Linked DNA regions of Mus musculus: regions 2 and 3 are each linked to region 1. The links are chromatin contacts, called in public HiChIP or PLAC-seq maps. All regions are on one chromosome and are shown on one strand. The core of a region is the stretch at or near the end of the contact, and the rest is flanking DNA. Distances in the headings are between cores, read along the strand shown.

Evidence for each region. HiChIP or PLAC-seq counts read pairs in DNA pulled down with a chosen protein or histone mark.
Region 2: a contact with region 1 is called in a FOXA1 HiChIP or PLAC-seq map of pancreatic cancer cells. The contact joins the promoter of Sltm here to the enhancer-like site in region 1. A contact is called at or near these places in 4 of 39 promoter capture datasets (the 3T3-L1 cell line, 3T3-L1-derived adipocytes, cranial neural crest and 1 more), 3 of 115 datasets of contacts at active chromatin or transcription factors (embryonic stem cells, large pre-B cells and pancreatic cancer cells) and 1 of 9 other capture datasets (embryonic stem cells).
Region 3: an HNF4G HiChIP or PLAC-seq map of pancreatic cancer cells shows a contact between it and region 1. The contact joins the promoter of Ccnb2 here to the enhancer-like site in region 1. A contact is called at or near these places in 7 of 39 promoter capture datasets (cranial neural crest, embryonic stem cells, hematopoietic stem and progenitor cells and 2 more) and 4 of 115 datasets of contacts at active chromatin or transcription factors (embryonic stem cells, extraembryonic endoderm stem cells, large pre-B cells and 1 more).

The regions. Positions count from the first base shown.
Region 1 is chr9:70,052,278-70,054,964 of GRCm38.p6, forward strand. No RefSeq gene overlaps it. Among named protein-coding and RNA genes, the nearest start is that of Gcnt3, 16 kb to the left of the region's middle. Within about 2 kb of position 1,329, at least 24 of the 459 cell types and tissues checked have an H3K27ac peak or open chromatin away from gene starts, as enhancers often do. A contact at or near this core is called in pancreatic cancer cells, where this site is marked.
Region 2 is chr9:70,541,345-70,544,031 of GRCm38.p6, forward strand. It overlaps Sltm (SAFB-like, transcription modulator), which reads left to right and starts at 1,371. Exons shown (of 21, transcript NM_025690.4): 1 at 1,371-1,737; 2 at 2,626-2,687. The coding sequence starts at 1,576.
Region 3 is chr9:70,420,202-70,422,888 of GRCm38.p6, forward strand. It overlaps Ccnb2 (cyclin B2), which reads right to left and starts at 1,353. Exons shown (of 9, transcript NM_007630.2): 1 at 1,216-1,353. The coding sequence starts at 1,239.

The sequences.
Region 1 (2,687 bases), core at 79-2,578:
GCCAGTACAGCCAGCGAGCCTCAGGGAGCCGGCAGACTCTGCCTGCACCGTGCTGGAGCTGCAGGTACACGCCGCCATGGCTGGCTTCTTTATGCGGGTCATGGGGATCAAACTCAAGTCCCTGTGCTTACGAAACAAGCATTTTATCACCTGAACCATCTCCACATCCCAAGCAAAGATGATTCTCTCTCTTACCTCATCCCTCTGTTCTCTTGTTCATTCCTCATGTGTGAAAACACTTTGAAACAATTTCAGGATTTGTGTATAGACTGATATCCTTATTGTCATGGCTTGTTTTTAGTTTGGCCTAGAGTCCAGTCAGTTCTAGGTATATTCCCACACAAACAAGAGTTAGATCTTGGGGTTCCCTTTTTCTAAAGAGTCTGGTATCTGGCTGGACCACAGTTTTCCTTCCTCAGTTGACCTTGGTAAATGGGTCAATTTTGTTCTCTGTTATGGGGTCCATCAGAGAAGACTACTCAGATACACGTTCAAGCCAGAGGAAACTTTATTAGCCACCAGCAACTACACTGGGTGTTCAGAGTCCCAGTGTAGCCCAAGCCTTTCTCAGGGTGAGCTTTTAAGCACAAAATTAACCATGCTCTGGGTTGACACACTTCAGTTAACAAGAACAGTTAGCCAGAAGCAGAGCTACAGAAGCTGAAGAGCAGGGTTAGTACAGTTAGAGACTTTCCGGGGACTATGGACTTTGATAGATTAGGTCTTTGTTTTCACTTTGGCAGGTGATGCTGTCTAAGAGCTGGGTTTTACGGCCTGGATGGTACATCCATCATACAGTCTTGGGGCTTATTATGTTCTCTACACATCTCCAGGGTAACCCATTACTAAGTATGTAAATCTTCAGCTAGCATGAGCTGTCCTGACCCAAAGCTCCTGAAACCCATCCCTGCCCTGTGTTACCTGGGGCGTGTCTGCAACCGTGGGCTTTTCCACAAGCACCCCATATCCTGAATAATGACGCAGAGGTTTATTTGTTTGTGAATAAATGCCTAGGCCATGAGCTAGGTCTGTTCCCTGACTAGCTTGCAATGTATATTAACCTATTTATATTATTTCATGTCTGTCACATGGTTAGTTAACTCTCTCTAGTTTCATAGGTCAGATGACGGTGGAATCTTCCCACATCTCACTCTTTCCCAGAGTTTCTCCCTCTCCCTCTTCCCCCCCCCCCTTCTCTTTCCTCTCTCCCCTCTCCCTGTCTCCCCCTCCCCTCCCTCTCTGCCGGATGTCCCACCTTCTATTCTACCCTCTTGCTAATAGGCCATCAGACTTTTATTGACAGGTGATGTTTCCACACAGTGCACAGGAGATTATCCCTACCCTTGTCTGCCGGGCTGCCTTCAGTGCCATAGTTTTTCATCCTTGCCAGCTCGTCTGAACCTTTCACTGGCTGAAGAGCTACAGAAGAGAGGCATGCAGTGCTCAGAAGAATCACTGCTGACATTTGGTGGTAAAAATCCAACCTCTGTTTTGGAATCTTTCCAAGTTACTTGGGAGCTGGGAAAGTAAAGGTCGGGTCCTTCCTTCCCTGGGTGGTGAAGGTGAGTTTGAAGACCCCATCTTTCTTGAGAAGAAGCTGTAAGTCAGACAGGAAGCTGACTGTGGAGGTGGGGATTTCTTTCTTCAGAGCAAAGGAGGGAAGAGGCCAGAGCATCGGTGGAAATGAGTAGGGAGGGAGGAAGCTTTCTGATAATCCTCTGGTTAACCCACAGCTTGTGTGTGTCCTTGCATGGGGCAGGGATGTTTGCCACTTAGAAAGACTGTGTCATGAAACACACTTCTAGGGAAAGCCTGGAACTGAAGGCTCACTGAGGAAAGCCTTACCCCAGGATGGACAAGCAGGGCCACTTGGCCTGAGATGACTCTCATATACTTAAGGGAAAGCCCAGCAGAACATTGTGTTTTTCATATATATAGCCAGAGGTGATGTTATCTAGGTGAAATAGGAGGTGACCTCTACCCTTTAAAAGCCACACTTGGATCCCGTTTCAGGATTTCTGGCTCTGGACCCTGAACCCACATTGCATGTTATAGAAGCTGAATCATCTTAGATGGTTCTTTAAGTATGCTTGCTATAATAAACATCGTGACCAACAGTAATTCAGGAGAGGAAGGTTTAGTTTGTTCCTGTGTACACTGTTACAGGTAGCAGTCCCTCGCTGAACAGAGGCTCAAGCAGGAACTGCAGCAGGAGCCATGGAGGAATGCTACTTTCTGGCTTGCTTGCTTCCAGGCTCATATTCAGTTTGCATTTATAAAACACTCTAGGACCACATGCCCAGGGGTAGCTCCACCCACAGATAGTAGGCCCCTCCCACATCAATCAGTGGTCAAGAAAACTCCTCTTAGACATGGCTACAGGTCAATCTGATCTGGATAATTCTCTAGGTGAGACTCCCTCAGATAACTGTGGACTGTGTCAACTTTCCAGCTGAAACTAACCAGAATACTGGTGTTCTAATTTACCTTGAGAGTCTTTGTATAGATTCATTGCCTGAGAGTGAAAGATATATGATAGATGGACAGAGGGGTTGGGTTGGTAGGTGGATGGATGGATGGATGGATGGATGGATGGATGGCTAGGAGGGAGGGAGGATGGATGCATGCATGCATGCATGATGGATGGATAGATAGATGGAAGGGTAGATGGATTGGTATATGAATGG
Region 2 (2,687 bases), core at 121-2,620, 490 kb after region 1:
AAGGCACACCTCACATTTATTTATTTATTTATTTATTTATTTATAAAGGTAGGATTTCTCTGTGTAGCCCTGGCTGTCCTGGGTCACTCTGCAGATACCAGGCTGGAGTGTAGTGTATCTCAGAGATCCACAAGCCTCTCTCCCCTTAGTGCTGATAGGCATGTCCCACCACTGCCCAGTCCAATTTAAGTTTTATAACCAGGAAACTGGAGAAAGATGTAAAACAAAACAACCTCAACCCCACCTTTGTTAGCACCTTAGCATTCCTTCTAGGCTCCGCCCAACACTTACCTAGCAACAGCCAGGTAGGCCTGGATGGGAATGTCCCCCCCCCCCCTTTGACTCCTTTCTTCCTCTCCCCTCCCCCCTCCACGTGTTCTTGGCCGGGCTCTTCTCTTCTGTCTTCTCCCTTTCTCTGCCTCTACTCCCTTCTCAGCTCCCCTTGCCATACCCCCAAATAAACTCTATTCTATACTAGACCAGTCTTATGGATGGTACCTGGGGTGGGGATGCCTCAGCATCAGCCGGATGAGGCAGTCCCTCCCACCGCTCTATACCTCGCTCTACAAAACATACCCTTGCCTTTACAAAACATCACCCACCAGTAAATGTTAATTCAGTTCCCTGTGTTTCCTAACTTTGTCCAACTTTGTGTTAATTCTATAGATATTTACGCTGTGATGATTAATAATATTAAAATTACTAAGAGATACTATGCGGGCTATTTCTCCATAAAGTGGCCCCTGTCCTTGACATACCAAATGCTGGCGGCGCAGGGCAGAGGATACTGTATAGGATCAGGGCAACATATACTTTTAAGTTATTCTCCTTTTGTGAACAATTTCATTGAGCCATCAGGCCCGTCGGAGGGGATGGGCAAGCTGAGGCAAACGAGGAGAGGACGTTTGCCTGGTAGTTTTCAGGCAAAGAGGGGCTAAGCTTCAGGGGGTCACAGCGTGACACTGTCCCCTGGGCTCTCGGCCTCAGGTTTCGCTGGGCGTTCCGGGGCGGAACCCGCCGACCTAAGTTCACTAGTATACCCCGACCACCTTTCCACGATGATTCCGTACTTCTTCCGGGAAGGCTGGCGCACACGCCCCCTCATTTCGGTGAAGAGACGCACCTACTCTCCCTACTATGGGGTGCCTCTCAAGTGGCGATGGCTCTAGGTAAGAGATGAGAGGAGAAGGAGGCTAATGGAGAGGCGGGAACCGTGGTACCGAGGACAGCTGAGCGGTTGGACACGCGGAGACTTTCCCGGGACCACGCCAGAGGCCGAGCCACCGGTCCGCTGCGAGCTCCGCCCCCTCCATGCCTGCTCAGTGCGCACGCGCACCCGTCATCCGGGTGCCGCTGCAGGTTGCGCTGGAGCAGAGTCGGGGGCGTGGTCCCCGTGGGGGGGCGTGGTCAGTGGCTCATTGTGCGCAGCGTAGCGCGGCGCCGCTGGCCGCCCGGGGCCCGGGTTGGAAGTTGGTGCTGCCGCGGCCACCGCCTCCACCGCCGCTGCCTCCTCCTCCGCCGCCGCCGCCGCCCTGCAGCCCACTAGCTGCCTCGGCAGCGCGTTGCTTTCCCAAAATGGCTGCCGCTGCCGGGGCCGTGGTAGCCTCGGCCGCCTCTGGGCCGGCGGAAGGGAAGAAGATCACGGAGCTGCGGGTTATCGACCTCAGGTCCGAGCTGAAGCGCCGCAACTTGGACATCAACGGGGTCAAGACGGTACTGGTCTCCCGGCTGAAGCAGGTGAGGCCCGGACGCTGCGCGCAGGGCAGCGTAGGCCGCGCCGTTTAGGTGCTACGCTTCCGCGGTCGGGGCGGACCGGGTGGTGCCTGTGCGTGCCCGGCGCGCGGGGCCCGCGCCTCCGCGAGGAGCCTGGCCTTCCAGCGGCCTCGCGAGCCGCCGCCGGTCGCGCCCCCTGCCTCCCCTGGGACGCCCTCTCCATCGGCTCTGCGGCCTGCGGAGGGTGGAGCTGCAGACCCTGGGCGGCGCTGGGTACCCCGGCCTACGGGCGGTGCGCAGCGCGTGCATCTCTCGGGCTCCGAGGCGATGGTTAGTTTGCTGACTTGGCCGAAGTTACCGTTTAATTGTGTCCAACCGTTTCTTCACCCCTGTTCAGAGAAATCCGTAGTGGGAGTTGATGAGTGGATGAGAAGGGAAGATTCATCTTTTTTTTTCCCCACTAGGCTTTTAACTGATTTATTTTTAATTCTTAATTTCTGATTGCATCAGCGTAATCATCCACGTTCTCAGTCCTGTTAAGCTTTCAGGTTTATTCGCGTGAAGCCTTGGAATCGGAGACGGGAACAAGTGTACGCAATACGTTAGGAAAACTCTTCCTTATTTAAGTAGCTACAAACTTTCTGTAATAGAACATATTTAGGTTCTTGTTCAGTATATGTGACATGGAACCATCGACTGGGTGGAATTTCAAGTTCCAGGACATTTCGATACTCAATGACACCCTCCACCCCTTTCTGTGTAGCATAATTACTCGTTTGTGAAGTCGGTTTGTAAAATAACTGGCAATTCTAATGTTTTGAGGCTGGAGGTTTGGTAATATATTTTCATTAAGTTTTTATAAAATAAGTTTAGATAGTTTGTGTAGCATATTAACTTCTCTTTCTAATGTAGGCTATTGAAGAGGAAGGAGGCGATCCAGATAATATTGAATTAACTGTTTCAACTGATACTCC
Region 3 (2,687 bases), core at 103-2,602, 370 kb after region 1:
AAATTAATTGCCTTCATCTTGAATACAGTTAAGAAACAAGGCTTGCTATTCATACCCCAAAGTTTACAGTGTGGTACAATAACAAGTATTCCATGAGAAAAAAATATTTAACTTTCTGAGTGTTGGGGGAGGGGGGGAACTAATCCTACAAAACAAACAAAAAAACCTCTCCAAAGGTTGGGGTTTTTTTGTTTTTTTTTAAGATGACCTGTGTAGGATAGACCAGATAAACTGTACCCCATCCCTACACAAGACTTTAACTGTTAAATAATTTGAAAGAACAAATTAGACAAAAATTAACTTGTTAGTGGCAGTTAGAGCTACAAGACATGAACCCTGACTGTATGTTCCTCATTGTTTAGGATTCTGATCCCCAAATCTAAGCTGTTCGGTCTTTACTGCTAGCTTCCCACGGCTAAATTCAAAATGAGTTTGAAAGTTCAATTTCTTATGAGTTAAAGCCTGGTAATGAGGGGTACCCCTGAATTCACTGGGAAGAGGAATTGGAGGCTTTTAACTAGCCAGGACAATGGCAGCAGCTGTGTCGGGGGCCCTCTTGTTTTCAACTAAAGTAGACCGACCCTAGTACAATTAAAGCCTAAAAGTCAGTAATACTTTCATTCTCAAAAAGGTAATTAAAGGAATTTGGCCTTTTGCCCAACTGTCTGCCATCCTAGGATCCAAGTTTTGTACGTTTCCTCTTACACTTGGGTGTTTTTGTTTTTTGTTTTTTGCTTTTTTCGAGACAGGGTTTCTTTGAATAGCCCTGGCTGTCCTGGAACTCACTCTGTAGACCAGGCTGGCCTCGAACTCAGAAATCCGCCTGCCTCTGCCTCCCAAGTGCTGGGATTAAAGGCGTGCACCACCACCGCCCAGCACTTAGGTGGGTATTTGTTTTCATTTTGTTATTTCTGTTTTTTTTTTTTTTTAAGAGGACAAAACCACACTTTAATGACCTTGGCCAGGAAGGCAGTATGAAGACGCGAATGGGAAGCTCACACGAAGCAAACTGAAAAATGTGAAAAGTAGAGAAATGGCACTGGGCGGCTTCCCGGTTCCTCCCGGTCCTCATCCCCAGCGCAGCACAGCCCTGAGTGGTAACAGGAATGAAGACCCCAGGCCGGGCCTCTGGACCGCTTTAGCTCTGCCAGGGCCTCTCCGGCAGCCTCCCGGGCTACCCGGCAGGACAGGGCACCGTAGCCCCGGCGCACTCACCGTCGGGCGTCGGAGCAGCGCCATGAGGGCCGCCCTGGCAAGTGCGGACGAGGCACAGCCACTCCGGTCTGCGACACCGTTGGGAGGGTCAGGGCCCCGCCGCTCCGCGTCCACCGCCCGGTCCGCGATTCAAATACCGCGCCGCTGACGCACTATTGGGTAGACGCACGCAGGGCGCGCGCAACCCATTGGCTAGACTGGAAGGCCTTTCTGCACGTTGATTGGCTGGCTTGTATTTGCTTGTCATAGCAACCAGCGAGGCCACCAGGCTTTGTTGTTTCCTTGTCTACAGTCTTATTTTCAAATTCTAGTCCCTGATATTAAATAAAATAATTTTTCCTCCTACTGGAAAAGATTGTCTTAATTTTAGGGGTAGGAGTGGGGAGCCATCACCTAAGGACATATGTCTTTAAAAGTTTGTTCTGGGTTAGGTAGAAGTGGGTTCCAGAGAACTTCCTGGAAATGCTACTTCTGACCTTACTTCCTCTTCCGGAAACGTCTACCTGGGAATTTGGATTGGAATGGTCTGGCAAATGAAGCCATCGTCTCCAGGTCGTTCAGGGCTACAAGATGATTGTGACTCGGATGTGTACTGTATGTGGTCTTCCTAAAACAGATCCCCAGCAGAGTCATAATTCAAACTAGACGTGATTTGTGTGACTTCCAGCACAATACAGTAGAACTCAGAAACTATTTGTCAAATGACGGTGTGATGTGCACAAGATTTCAAAAGAAAAATAATGAGTATCCCAAGTTGTGAACAGTGAGAGACAAGACAGAAAACAAAAACAAAAACAAAAAACAAAACCAGAATATTACCCTGGGGAAAAGACTAGGTAACAACACAGAAAATGGTGCAGTGCCAGCAGAACGACTTGAGATCAGGCTACCCCATCAGTCTTGTTCAAGTCCCTTCTATTGGGAAATAATAAATGCTCCCTCCCCCTTCGCCCAAATCTGACATTTCCAATCTGAGTCTAAAGGAAGAACCAGTGTTGTCCAACACTCCCACCTGAAAAGACAAGGTGGCAGTACTACCCCTCGACCTAAATTACACATGGATATTGGAAACCAAAGGAGCAGAAATAACTATTTATATCCCATTAAGTTCTCTCAAGTACCTGCTAAAGGAAATGAAAGTTCTGTGGCTGCTGACTCTTGGTCCATCATCCTTACAATCACAGAGGTTACGCATAGCTTTCTCTTTCTTGGGAAGCTTTGGTTTGGATTGGGGAAGAAAATGTGCTCTGCAGTTTGTACTATTAGCACATGCTTGTAATAATTCCAGTTACTTGGGAGGCTAAGGCAGGAGGATTTTTTTTTTTCCTGAGACAGGGTTTCTTTGTATAGCCCTGGCAGTCCTGGAACTCACTCTGTAGACCAGGCTGGCCTTGAACTCAGAAATGGCAGGAGGACCTCTTAAACTCATGATTTCAGCACCAATTTGGCAACTCAGACCTATTCTCTAACTG